Regions from separate parts of the Mus musculus genome. Here region 1 is linked to region 2. The links are chromatin contacts, called in public promoter capture Hi-C maps. All regions are on one chromosome and are shown on one strand. Each heading gives the region's core, a stretch centred on a gene start, on an enhancer-like site or on the middle of the called end of the contact. The rest is flanking DNA. Distances are from core to core; before and after follow the strand shown.

Region 1 (5,848 bases), core at 723-3,222, 2.1 Mb before region 2:
ACCTGGTTCAATTTCTAGCACTTATATGGTGGTTCCCAGCTGTCTAGAACACCAGTTCGGGTATCCAACATCCTCTTCCAGCCTCTTTGGGTACCAGACACCCGAGTGGTACACATACATATATGTAGGCAAAACACTCATATATGTTAAAAAAAAAAACTATTTTAAAAATTGTATTTATTTATGGGATACAATGCAGTTCTTTGGTAAGTGTCCCTGTTACAACTATCACCCCAAGTTTTCAACCACTTATTTGTCAATGAATCATTCGAAGCTCTTCTAGCTATTATGAAATGCACAGGGTACTGTAAAACGAGTCATTCACTGTGTAAAATGACATTAGACTTTCCTCTTCTCCATTTATGTCTGTAACCACTCACTAGTAGTCTCTAACCCTTCCTCTCTAGTCTCCCTCACCTGGATTTATTAATGCTTTGGATTCATTGAACTGGTAAGAATATTTTAGCAGGATATTCAGATACCAATTACCTTGTGAATGTGGGGTTCCTGTATGGAGTATTTGTAGTCTAGATTCTATTAACACCCACATTGTCAAATGTTAATTTTTAAGCAACATATTCAAAACAAACAACAAATTACTATGTATCTACTACTACACAAGGAGTCTACTGCTACATAAGATTTGTCTTCTTTGTTTGAGAAGGCATTTTTGGAACACCAGGCTAGTCTCAAACTCTGACATCAGCCTGCCTCTGCCACCCTAACACTGGGATTAAAGGCGTACACCACTACCGCCAGGTGGGATTTATCTTCTAATCCTTACTCTACCACGTTCACCAAGCTAGGGTGCTCTTTTTCCTTTTTCATCTGGACACATTACAGAGTTGGAAAGTTCAATGACAGGTGATTTATAGGACCTATTCCTTCCGACTTTGATATTTTGCAAAGCAAACAAACCACCACCACCAATAACAACAACAACAAAAACCAAAACACAAACTACAAAATTCTGATTGACATGAGGATGCTCAAAAATATTGTATATCCCTCAACAACAGACTGAGGAGTGACTTCACTGAGCATTATGGACAGAAACCGAAACACCAGGGTCATTCATTTTTCTGTAGAGATTTTACTTACTCGATCGACCCTTTCCACGAGACCACAAGTTTTCAAATTTAAAGGCGTTCAGATTTGAAGACAGAATAACTCGACACACAAGCGCTAAGCCACACAAGGGATTTAAGGACGGCCAAGTGCTCTAGGGTCGTGGACCAAGGACACTCATCTTACCAAGGAAATCTAGGAAGACCTAAATACAAAAATGACAAATGAGGGAAGCGGGAGGCTGAGTCTCACGTAACCCATTCGTGCTTGCTGGCCATAAGGTTGCCCAGTGCTATCTGGCAGGGGAACCACCAACGTGGGACATCCGGACAGGCGAAGAAGGTTCTCAGAGCAAAGGACACGTGCGAAGTCTGGGTGCTCCACGTCGTGACCTGCGCCGGGACAGGGGTGTCTAGTCCTGGGTTCTCACCTCTTGGTCCTCGTTGGCACCCATCGTGCCGGGCGCACGGCGTTCGCTACCGCGATGAACGGGCGGGCAGCGGGCGGGAGGCCGGGGCACCCCGTTTCCGCGCCTCGGTCTAGAGAAATCCTCCTCGCAGCCGTGGGTACGACCTCGTGCGCTCCAGATCCTCGGCAGCACCAAGCCACCGGCAGTCGATTGTGGGCCGGGAACCCAGGATCGCGTTATGTGTGATCGGGAACCGGGATCACGTTAAGGGACACCTAGACCTCTGACCAGTTACTGATGGGCGGTACCGAGGAAGCCCCGCCCCTTCTCACGATCGCGTCTCCTATTGGCTCCTTCTCTTTCCGCCCCCAACTCTTTCTCCTCTAGGAAATGGAACACCTTCCTAACAAGGAAACCCGTTCTATTCCAGGACTGGTGTGGAGTGCTGTCACTCAAGCCCAGGAAGTGCTTCCTGTGCCAGCGGAGGCGGGGAAAAGGAAGTGTCGCCTTCTGTCGCCCGGTCTGCGGCTGGGGCTGTTGCTTGTCGGTGGCCGCATTCCTAGACGCCCCTGCCTGGCTCTCTTGCCTCTTTCGGGGCTGACGGCGACTCGCCGCAGCTGCAGCGGGTCCAGGGCGTGCGGCCAGGGTGAGTTGGGCCCAGAGACCTTCCAGGCCAGGCTATCCCGGCTGGCTTGGTGGCCTGCGTTTCCCCTTGGCGTCCACCGATGCAATCTTGGCGTTTCTCCTTCCCCTGCAAAGAATTATTGCCAGAGAGGTGGGAGTGGTGGAGGAAAATAATGTCAGTTTCTAGGACTTTGAGGTTATTCTCCTTGCCCAGTGGCAGCTACTAGAGCCTAATGCTGAGATCCTAGGGACAGCCCTTTGGTTCTTCATTTGAGCGTTTTGCAATCGGATGTCTCTGAATCCTTGCTTGTTAGCCGGTGACTTGCATCCCAAACCACCTGTTTATTGATAGCCGTCTTCTTTAGTAGATACTCTGATTGGGTTAGCTTGTTTCTCTTCTATGATAGATTGCACTGACGAGGTGATCTGGTGCTGAGGACTTAACTTTGTACTTCTCCATGTTCCCTCTCTGTCAATGGTTTGCTTGGTTTCTCCATTATTTTCCGGGAAATCAGGAAGCGATTTCTTTCCTGTGTGTCACTGAAATCTATTCAGTCAACACTTGTCCTGTTCCGTTCCTTTTTAAATTTTCCTACAGCATAGTCAGGACCATTGCAAGTGTCCAAGCTTGTAAGGTAGAATAAAGCCGGGATTGCTGGTGTAGTTTTCATGACGTTGTTGGAAAAGATTTACACTGTCAGCTGTGAGAGCCAGTAACTAAGGGAAGGCTAGAGAGCACTTGAAATCTGCTAGTTTAACGGAGGGTGTGCAGTTCCTATAAAATACGCACAGGCTTGAAGACAATGCACAAATAGGTTTTTACAAGTTCATCGATAACTTATAATGATGTTTGGAAAATATTGTTGGCTAAAATAGAATATATCTAAAATCCCACATCTTTCTTTTTCTTTTGGGGGGGAGTTGGGAGGCTGTCTTTGATATCTCCATAGCCCTGGCTGGCCTGAAACTGCCCCCTGCCTCTGCCTCTCCAATGATGGGTTTTCAGGAGTGCTTTCTGAGCCAACTTCTCTTTTCCCTTCTAACATAACTGCTGGAAATTTTGACTTTTTTTTTCTTTGATTCATGCTGTATACCTCTCAGGTGGTGCTAATTTTAAAACTTTGCAAGTTTATTCTACTTCCCCTTATAGCCGGTCAATATTCAAGGGCCACAGCTATTTCTTTGGAGCCTCTAAGATCAAGGGAAAAGGCCCTTTCACATTCTCATCTAGACTGTTTGGTTTTAGGCAGATATGGTAGCCATATTATATTTTGACCACTTCTATTTTGCTCTTCATCTTACTCCCCAGAAGCTGTGGATTTCTTTGCCCTCATAGCACAACCCTCCCCAAAGGTCTTTTGAAGCAGTTCTGCAAGCTTATGGTGTAGATACATCATTTCTGGCAAGCTTTCCAACTCATGTTGCACTATCCATTGTTCCTTTAGCGTTTGAGTGTGAGGTAGCTAATTAGTAAAGGTGATTAGCGTTTCAGGTAGAAATAATCCACATTTTAGGGACCAGGTGGCATTTACACTAAAAGTTTCCCAGAGATTACCTTGTGGTGTGTATAATGTGATGATGGCGATCACTGTTTAAAAAAGCAGGTGATAAATCCTGTCAGAAATAAGGAACTGTTTTAAATAGATAGTGACCCTTTTGATTGGAATAAGCACCTTTTTTGTACAGTCATTTTGTAAAGTTAATGCATACCTGCGTTTATTGTAGACTTAACGAAAGGACACAATACCAACATGCCCTAGGGATTTCCATTCATTACTGGTGTCTCTCTTAGACATTTTCCTTTACCTATTATGTCATCCTATATTATGAAAATCAAAAAAGCAGCTATTAAATAATTCACACTTTATATGAATTATATTCTAAGTATTGAGAAATTAGATAATTGTAATTCCAAAGAAATCAGAGAAAGTTAGATTTTTATATATATATATATATATATGTAAGTCAATAGCTTTTTAACTTTTATTGACTGTGGTTGATAACGGGGCACGTATATGACTTGAATATTTTTAATAAGATTTTTGAGACAGAGTCTTACTTTACTGTTTTACACCAGCCTGTCTTGGACACTTGGTCCTCCTGTATCAGCCTCCTGCACTCTGGGATTTCAGCATGTGCCAGCATACCAGGCTGGAACTACTTTAATTTCCTCACTTACCGGCTTTCTTAGTCTGTTCATTCCACACTTTGATATACATTTTGAAAGATTACTGGAAATAGAGAATTTATCTGAAAACTGAGTACAACCTTTTCTGTGAAATTGAAATTGTGCAATTAGTAATTTTAATAAATCTGACTTAGTAATTAAAGTTTTCACGTTGCTCTTTTCTATTTGCTTGACTGTGTATATACAAAGCCTTTTGTCTTTTTGCAGTGTTTATAATTAGGTAGTGATGTTGGTTTTTAAAATTAATTATGCCTATCTTGGCATTTGTGTTTCAGATTTTTCCTTGACGCCCTCAGCATGAGCCCCACACAGTGGGACTTCCCTGTGGAGTTATGTTGCCGGCCGATGGCTTTTGTTACACTCACTGGCCTTGATGTTGTCTATAATGCTGTCCATCGAGCAGTCTGGGATGCTTTCTGTGCCAATCGGAGAGCTGACCGGGTACCAATTTCTTTCAAGGTGCTCCCAGGTGACCATGAATATCCAAAATGTAGATCAAAGGTAATGACATAAGATCACTTGCATTCATTCACAGCCCTGTCCTCTTCCTCCTACCAATCCTATCCCAATTATGTGTGCTATAAAACCCCTGGGTTTATCAGGGTAAAGGTCATGGTTGTGCCTAAGGAAAAACGGGTATTTTCATACACTATGGAATATATGCATATGCTTAATAACGCCTAATTTTAACCTCAAGCTGATTAATTGCAATGGTTTCTATACTATGAACGTACATCTTTTTCTTTTTAAAAAATAAATTTATTGGGCTGGAGAGATGGCTCAGTGGTTAAGAGCACTGACTGCTCTTCCAGAGGTCCTGAGTTCAATTCCCAGCAACCACACGATGGCTCAAAACCATCCGTAATGGAATTCAATACACTCTCCTGGTGTGTCTGAAGACAGCTACAGTGTACTCCCATACATAGACTAAATCTTTAAAAAAATTAATTTAGAGAGAGAGAGAGATTGTGTGTGTGTGTGTGTGTGTGTAGGTCTGATAACAACTTGTAGTGTTAGTTTTCTTCCAGTTTTGAGCTCAGGAACTCCCAGGCTTTGCAGAAAGTGTCCGTTCTACCTCCCCATCCCACTTTCCTTTTCATTGACCCCCAGCCCCACGTCTCCATAGTTTAGTAATCTTCTTAAAAGGAAGATGTGGGGCTACCCGTTCCTCATTGCTGGCATCGTGTGGAATCCATGGCCTTTACACTTGGGTTCAGCTTCCCCCATTTTTAAACCATTTTTATTTTATCCACAGGGAAGGTGAATTGCTGTCAGGACAGTACGTAAACAAATGAAGGCATAGTGGATTTTAGTTCACTTTATTATTTTACAGGGACAGAAATGGGAGTGGGGAAGGGTAGGAGCAGGCCTGGAAAATGGCTGAATACTTTGACAGGAGCTGAGAGCCTTGGCATTGTTGGGACTTTGTTTGCTTTTTGCTCTGGACATTCTTCCTCTCATGGGAAGTGTAGTGTTTGTGGGGTTGAGGTTCCACTCTGACACCTTTTATTAATTTCTGATGGGCTGACTTTCTCCTCTTGGGAGTGGGCAGTGTGCAC
Region 2 (5,994 bases), core at 3,089-5,588:
AGTCATTCAGGCTCCAGCCAGCAGTGTGAGGTGGGTAGACGTGAATCACTTTTTCTATTGCAACCTGGGGTCTGTGTTAAGGTATGGTCTCCCTTCTTCCCCATTACAGACCTGGGGCAGGATGTGCACAAGGCACATAAGAGGGGCTTATTGTTTTAGGACGCCCTAGAAGAGGCACTCTTAGCTCATCTATTTGTACATGGGCACCAGGTAGCTTCAGGCACCATAAAGTATTGCTGCTCATAAGAATTCATCTGGAGAGTGGAATCGTAAGCATTGGAGTAAAGAGAGGCTTCTAGGTCCAACATGTGTGTCCCCAAGGGTTAGCTTAGTCTCTTCCCAGTTACAGTTGATTTTACTTGCTGGTAGATCAATGGTTTAGTTGGTCCCTGGCCCTTTGTAGTAATGGTTTGAGGGTTCAGACACAGCCAGATATCCTAACCAATTCTCTGGCTGGGAGTGATGAACAAATAGTGAACCTTAACAAGGATATTGAGTATAGAAGGAGGATTCCTAGCCCCAGTGCTAGTGGAGACTAGGCAGTAGTAATGTTTTTGGTACTGTTAGGGCCAATCTCATGGGAAGAAGCACTGTTAGAGTTGGGTCTTTCCCCTTGGGCTGGGTAAGTCGTCTCTTTTGGTGTGGAGAGCCACAATAACAGTTATCATCTTAAGATGGTGCTGGCTCCACAGTGCCTTATGCCACCTAAACAAAGAACAAGCTATATGTGCATGTGCTAAAAGCAAAAACCCGCCAAAAGTCACCAGCCCATTTCCAGGCACCGGTCCATCTCCCAGGGCACTAGCTCAACCCCTGGGGGCTTTAGCCTATCTCCAGGGGGCATGAGTATTGTGGGTGTAGCTACCAGTCCTAGTTTAGACACATCACGCCTTAAGGGTATTTAAGCCACACACTTTCTGAGCCTTCTTTGTCTACCTCACTATGGTTTTTTGTTTTGTTTTGTTTTGTTTTTTGTTTTTTGTTTTTTTTTTTTTTTGTTTTTTTGTTTTTTTTTGGTTTTTCGAGACAGGGTTTCTCTGTATAGCCCTGGCTGTCCTGGAACTCACTTTGTAGACCAGGCTGCCTCGAACTCAGAAATCCGCCTGCCTGTGCCTCCTGAGTGCTGGGATTAAAGGCCTGCGCCACCACGCTCACTATGTTTTTGAAGTAAAGTTAACCACGGAAGAACCTGGCGTGTCCTGTGTTTATTTCCTGTGGGACGGGGATAAGCTCAGGATATTTTGGGGCCCATAGTTCTGGGGGCCCCAGAAGATAGTCTCCTTTGAATAGTAATGTATGCTCTGGGTCTCTTTTGGTAGCATAATGAGTCTTATTTCCGAGGTTCTTCCAGTGTCCCATGGAACATAGTTATCCCTATGTTATCTCCAGTCTCTCAGTCTCGTGACTATGGAATTATAGCTTCCTATTGTGAAGGAGGGGAGTTTTGGGAGGGGCCTTCCTATCTATGTATATGTAGTTTCCACCATGCTTCCCATAGACCATAGTTTCACAACCCCATTTGGCACAATAAAAATTCCCTGTTAACTGGTCCTTGACAGTGTGGGAGCTCATTTGTGGGAAATGCATAGAATTGGATTTGCCATATTTGTCTTTCAGAAGATAGGTCCCACAACCGTCCCTTCTGTGGCCTAACCAAACTCCAAAAGTGGGCTTAAAAGAACAAAGGTCTACATGGAACTGGGGTTGCGTATCCGTAGTAGACTAATTACCACCTTTTCTGTGTATGTGCTTCTTAATGTCCAAGTCCACATAGGGGCCCAATAGGGGTTATAGGTTCCCATCCCCATACTGAGAAAAAGGAAAAAGATGAATATAGTTTTGGGATGGGTTAATAATCTTGGGTCAGTCTTATTTTTAAGGGATCTGAAGTCTGAGTGACAGTCCAAATGACATTGTCTTCAGTAGTCTTTTTTAATTGAGAGAGATGGACCCAAGGAATGTTACCAACCACTCTCTCAGCAGTTGGAATGCTGAGGATAACTGGGGAGGGTCTCTTCCAGGCAGATTGAGATCCTCTATACTGGAACCAAGTTTCCTGGATGGGAGTGGTGGGTGGTTTCGGAAGTGGAAGATGGCAGGGCTCACTTCACAGTCTGGTCAGTGGCCTTGCAAGCTTCCTGCAAAGCCTGAAGAGATGAGGGATTATACATTGCCGCCTGGGGGATAGCTCTGAGTTTGGGAAGGATGGGAAAAGGTCTCCCAAATGTAACTTCAAAAGGAGCACACTGGACCCAGAGCTCTCTATAGGGGAGGCAGTTGGCCCATCTTTTGCCAGTTTCCAGGACCAATTTGGTCAGAGTATCCTAAAGAGTTCTATTTATCCTTCCTACCTGTTGAGGGCCCAGTGGCCTTTTTCACAATGTAATTTCCAATTAATGTTTAATACCTTTGTCAGATTTTGAAACACATGGAAGATGGGTCAGCAGTTAAAATGCTTGCCAAAAGCATGCTTGAGGAACACATTTGGGGTTCCCAGAACCTAGGTAAATGTCAGGTGGATGAAGGGGCTTGCCTGAGACTTCTAGGGCCTAGAAGGTGAGGATGGGATATCCAGAGCAGGCTGGTCAGCTAGGCTAGCAGCAAGGAGCTCTCAGTTCAGTTGAGAGACCCTTCCTCAATGAACAAAGTGTAGCACAATAAAGGAAAATACCCCAAATCAATTTCACGCCTTGATGAATATGTGCACATGTGTGCATATGTCCCCCACCCCCAGTATGTACACATATACATGCCAAGATATGTACACTTGAAAAAAAAGTTCTCTATTTATTTGAAGCCACTTACTAGTCAACTAACATTACAGCTAACCTAATATCTGTAAAGAATTACAAAGCATAAGATATTATAGATTATAGAGGAAGTATATTGTACTTATCTAATGCTGCATGGCCTATCACTCCATTTCTAAACAGTAAAGCAGCAGCAAGATGGTTTGCAGCTTTTCTGGGATGTTGGCAGAACTTGTTGAAGAAGGTCATTCAAGGTCATTGCTGAAGAAACTGCAGTAAGTTAAAGTAGATTGGAGGACTGTCTCCCATGCAGCCAGAGTCCATGTTAGCCATCTCCTAGGTGTTCGTGAGCATGCACATTCCCCTCCTTATATCCATTGCACAGCTAATCTAGGCTTCTGATTGCATAGCATTGGAGCCCCAGATTCCAATGAAGCCTGAGAGAGACTGGTGTTCCAAGAAGACAAGTCTTAAATACAGAGGCACTTATCAGGCTTCCCTAATGGACTCAGAACCAGACAGATATCCACTTGGTCAAAGCTACCCAAGCCAAGGGTCAGTGTGGGAGAGGACCATACAGCAGCCGATTCTCTGTCAGGAGACTAGTCCTTTAGAGGCTAGCAAGTTCTTCTGTGAGATGGTGTCAGAAGTAAAATTACAAAAATGCAGCCCAACCTGTTTTCAAGGAACCCACAGAGGTGAAATCTTGCCAAGACTATCAACGTTGTGTTGGCATCCAGGTGGATCAATGTAGAGGTCATTAATTTACTGAGGACAAAGTGCTTGCTTATGGTGTTGAGCTAAGAGTGTAGCCATGAGCCAGGTAACCACAGGAAGTAACCTCCTGGGGCCAGGGAAGAGCAATTTGCACCAGGATACAAAGTTACTTCTTGCTTTCACTTCTGTGGCCATTCACCTTTTCCACTTTCACCTCTGCCAAACAAAGGAACTATTGACTGAGAGCTCAGGCACTCCCCTCTCTTGGCTTCAAGACAAGAAGATCAGGTCAGGTGCTCTCCCATTTCTTGTATGCTTTATTACGTTTAACTTTTTTTTTAAAACTAAATAACAACCTGGCTGAATACTATGTCATTGCTCATCTGTAATGAAAAGAAAACTGACTTCATTCCCTTGCAACTCCGTTTCTTTAACCAGTTGGAGTCCTCATAGCTAATTGAGGAAGAAGGAGTTAATCCCGAGCTCTTCTCTGACCAAACAGATGCCTACTGATGCCTAATTTGTGGGTTTTGTGGAAAACTGGGCCTGCTTGAGTAAGAAAGGCTCTTTGTGACACCCAGTGCTGGACCAAACTTCTGCCTTCCTTCCTCCCTCCCTGCTCCCTTCCCCCATTGTTATTTCCCGGCCTAGTTGTTTCTGGGAGTTTCCTGCTTTTGAGGCAGGACCTCCTCCTGTGTCCGAGATGTCCTCAACATTTCCTGCTGGAAAACTGGATGGCCATTTTTACCTAAGAGATTAAGTTCGACTTTACTCATTTTGCAAAGAAGATAAAGCGAGGTAAGTGAATGGCTTTCACTTTGTTTAGACACATCCCATTTCCCCACACGGCCGGTCCCTGTTGGCCCCTCCCACTATGCGCGATTCCCGACCAGCACTCTGGGTCTCTGGGCGGCAGTCCCAACCTCAGACCATGCACTGCGCATATCACAGGTTTGCAAGGATCTGAAACCCACTGCAGAGGGCTTGGCTCTGAAGCCAGAAACTTACTGACTTCCAGAATTCTGCCCCCAGGCGGCGGCCGGTTCCTCGGCTTACACCTTCCTCCCTGAAGGTCGATTTGTGACCATTTCAATGAATCCCAGGAGGCCCTTAAAAAGAAACTAAAAAAGGGTAACAGTTTAATAACAATTTAACTGTTTCGCTGAAAATATCCTCTCTCTCTCCCTCTCCCTCTCCCCCTCCCCCCCCCCCCCTCTCTCTCTCTCTCTCTCTCTCTCTCTCTCTCTCTCTCAACTTAAGTTTCACTTTCAGGCTGAAAGGAAATGTGTGATTTAAAAAAAAAAGTCTGAATGAAAACTAAGGGGATGCAGGACCTCAGGCTGAGTAAAATCAGAATGTACTTGGCTTTTGAGGTTGACGCACCTGTTCTCTATCTGGGAAGTTAAACTGCCTGAATCACAATCGCGCACCAAAAGAAGATAGAAGATGATGCAGGTATTGGGAGAAGGGGAAAAATGCACCATAGTTCCAAATGTAAATTTAGCTACAAATTCTGATATCTTGTGATGAAATGCCAATTTTATGCAGCAACTAAAACAACAGCAGCAAGAACATACTTCCTCTATAGACTTCTCTTCTTGGAAAGATACTTTGAGAAAGCATTCAAAGTGATTTTGTAAAAGGCTTTAAAAAGTGGGTGAATGTGGCTCTGAGGGGTGTAAGGGGTAAACAAGATCAAAATACATATGTATGTGTAATGAATAGTATGAAATCATCAAAGAGCAAGTAAAAGGATTATATTAAAAGGTAGTTAAAAATACTTTTTAAAAAATTGCACCTTTTCCAAAAACAAAATAAAACAACAACAACAACAACAACAACAAAAACGCAGAAGGTTAAAAAGTCCTTTGTATTTAGTGAGCTAGAAAGGAAGACCTGGCACTCCATGACAATGTTCTTGAGAAAGGACAAATTCTCAGATGTTTCTAGGAACTGGCCAGTCACTTTCTGTTACAGAATGAAGAAGGGCAGCAGGAGAGGAGGGCAGGCTGTTCTGGAAGTTGTAGAGTAAGGCCAGAAACCAGGCTGGCAAATTATGGACTAGTTTGGGGAAAGCAGTCAACCTTCACCATATAGAAGTTGTCATAAGCTCTTCTCATGACTTTATGATGTGATTTTGTGTTGACACGTATCTAACTGTTTTGAAAGCTTTTCCTTACTATTAACTATTACCTACTAACTCGTGTTACTGATGAAAAAAGTTTTATGATCTCCTTAACACGCTGTTTAGGATTTGTCCCCCTCCCACTTTCTCTGTCTTTCTGCTTGTGCATGTGGTCACCATTCTGAATTCCCTAACATTCTAGTCACTCATGACCTTGTTTTTCATGCAGCCTGCTTCATTAGTGGATTTTTTTTGGGGGGGTGGATTTTTTTTTTTTTTTGCTTTTCACTCTCAATGAAGTTTGTTTTCAGATTGAGACTGTCTTTCAGTTATTCAGGGATACAGTTTGGAAATGCATTGGTCCTTAGTAATTCTAATTTCTATTTACAGTCTTTCCAGAGG

What was found. Promoter capture Hi-C pulls out the DNA fragments that hold promoters and counts their contacts.
Region 1: a contact with region 2 is called in a promoter capture Hi-C map of liver, with 3 times the contacts expected there. The contact joins the promoter of Trappc11 here to the promoter of Tlr3 in region 2. A contact is called at or near these places in 2 of 39 promoter capture datasets (both in liver) and 2 of 9 other capture datasets (adipose tissue and liver).

The regions. Positions count from the first base shown.
Region 1 is chr8:47,529,594-47,535,441 of GRCm38.p6, reverse strand. Trappc11 (trafficking protein particle complex 11) reads left to right here and starts at 1,972. Exons shown (of 30, transcript NM_177240.3): 1 at 1,972-2,123; 2 at 4,565-4,790. The coding sequence starts at 4,587. Rwdd4a (RWD domain containing 4A) reads right to left here and starts at 1,797. Exons shown (of 8, transcript NM_203507.3): 1 at 1,499-1,797. The coding sequence starts at 1,522.
Region 2 is chr8:45,408,724-45,414,717 of GRCm38.p6, reverse strand. It overlaps Tlr3 (toll-like receptor 3), which reads left to right and starts at 4,338. Exons shown (of 7, transcript NM_001357316.1): 1 at 4,338-4,418; 2 at 4,740-4,922; 3 at 5,983-5,994.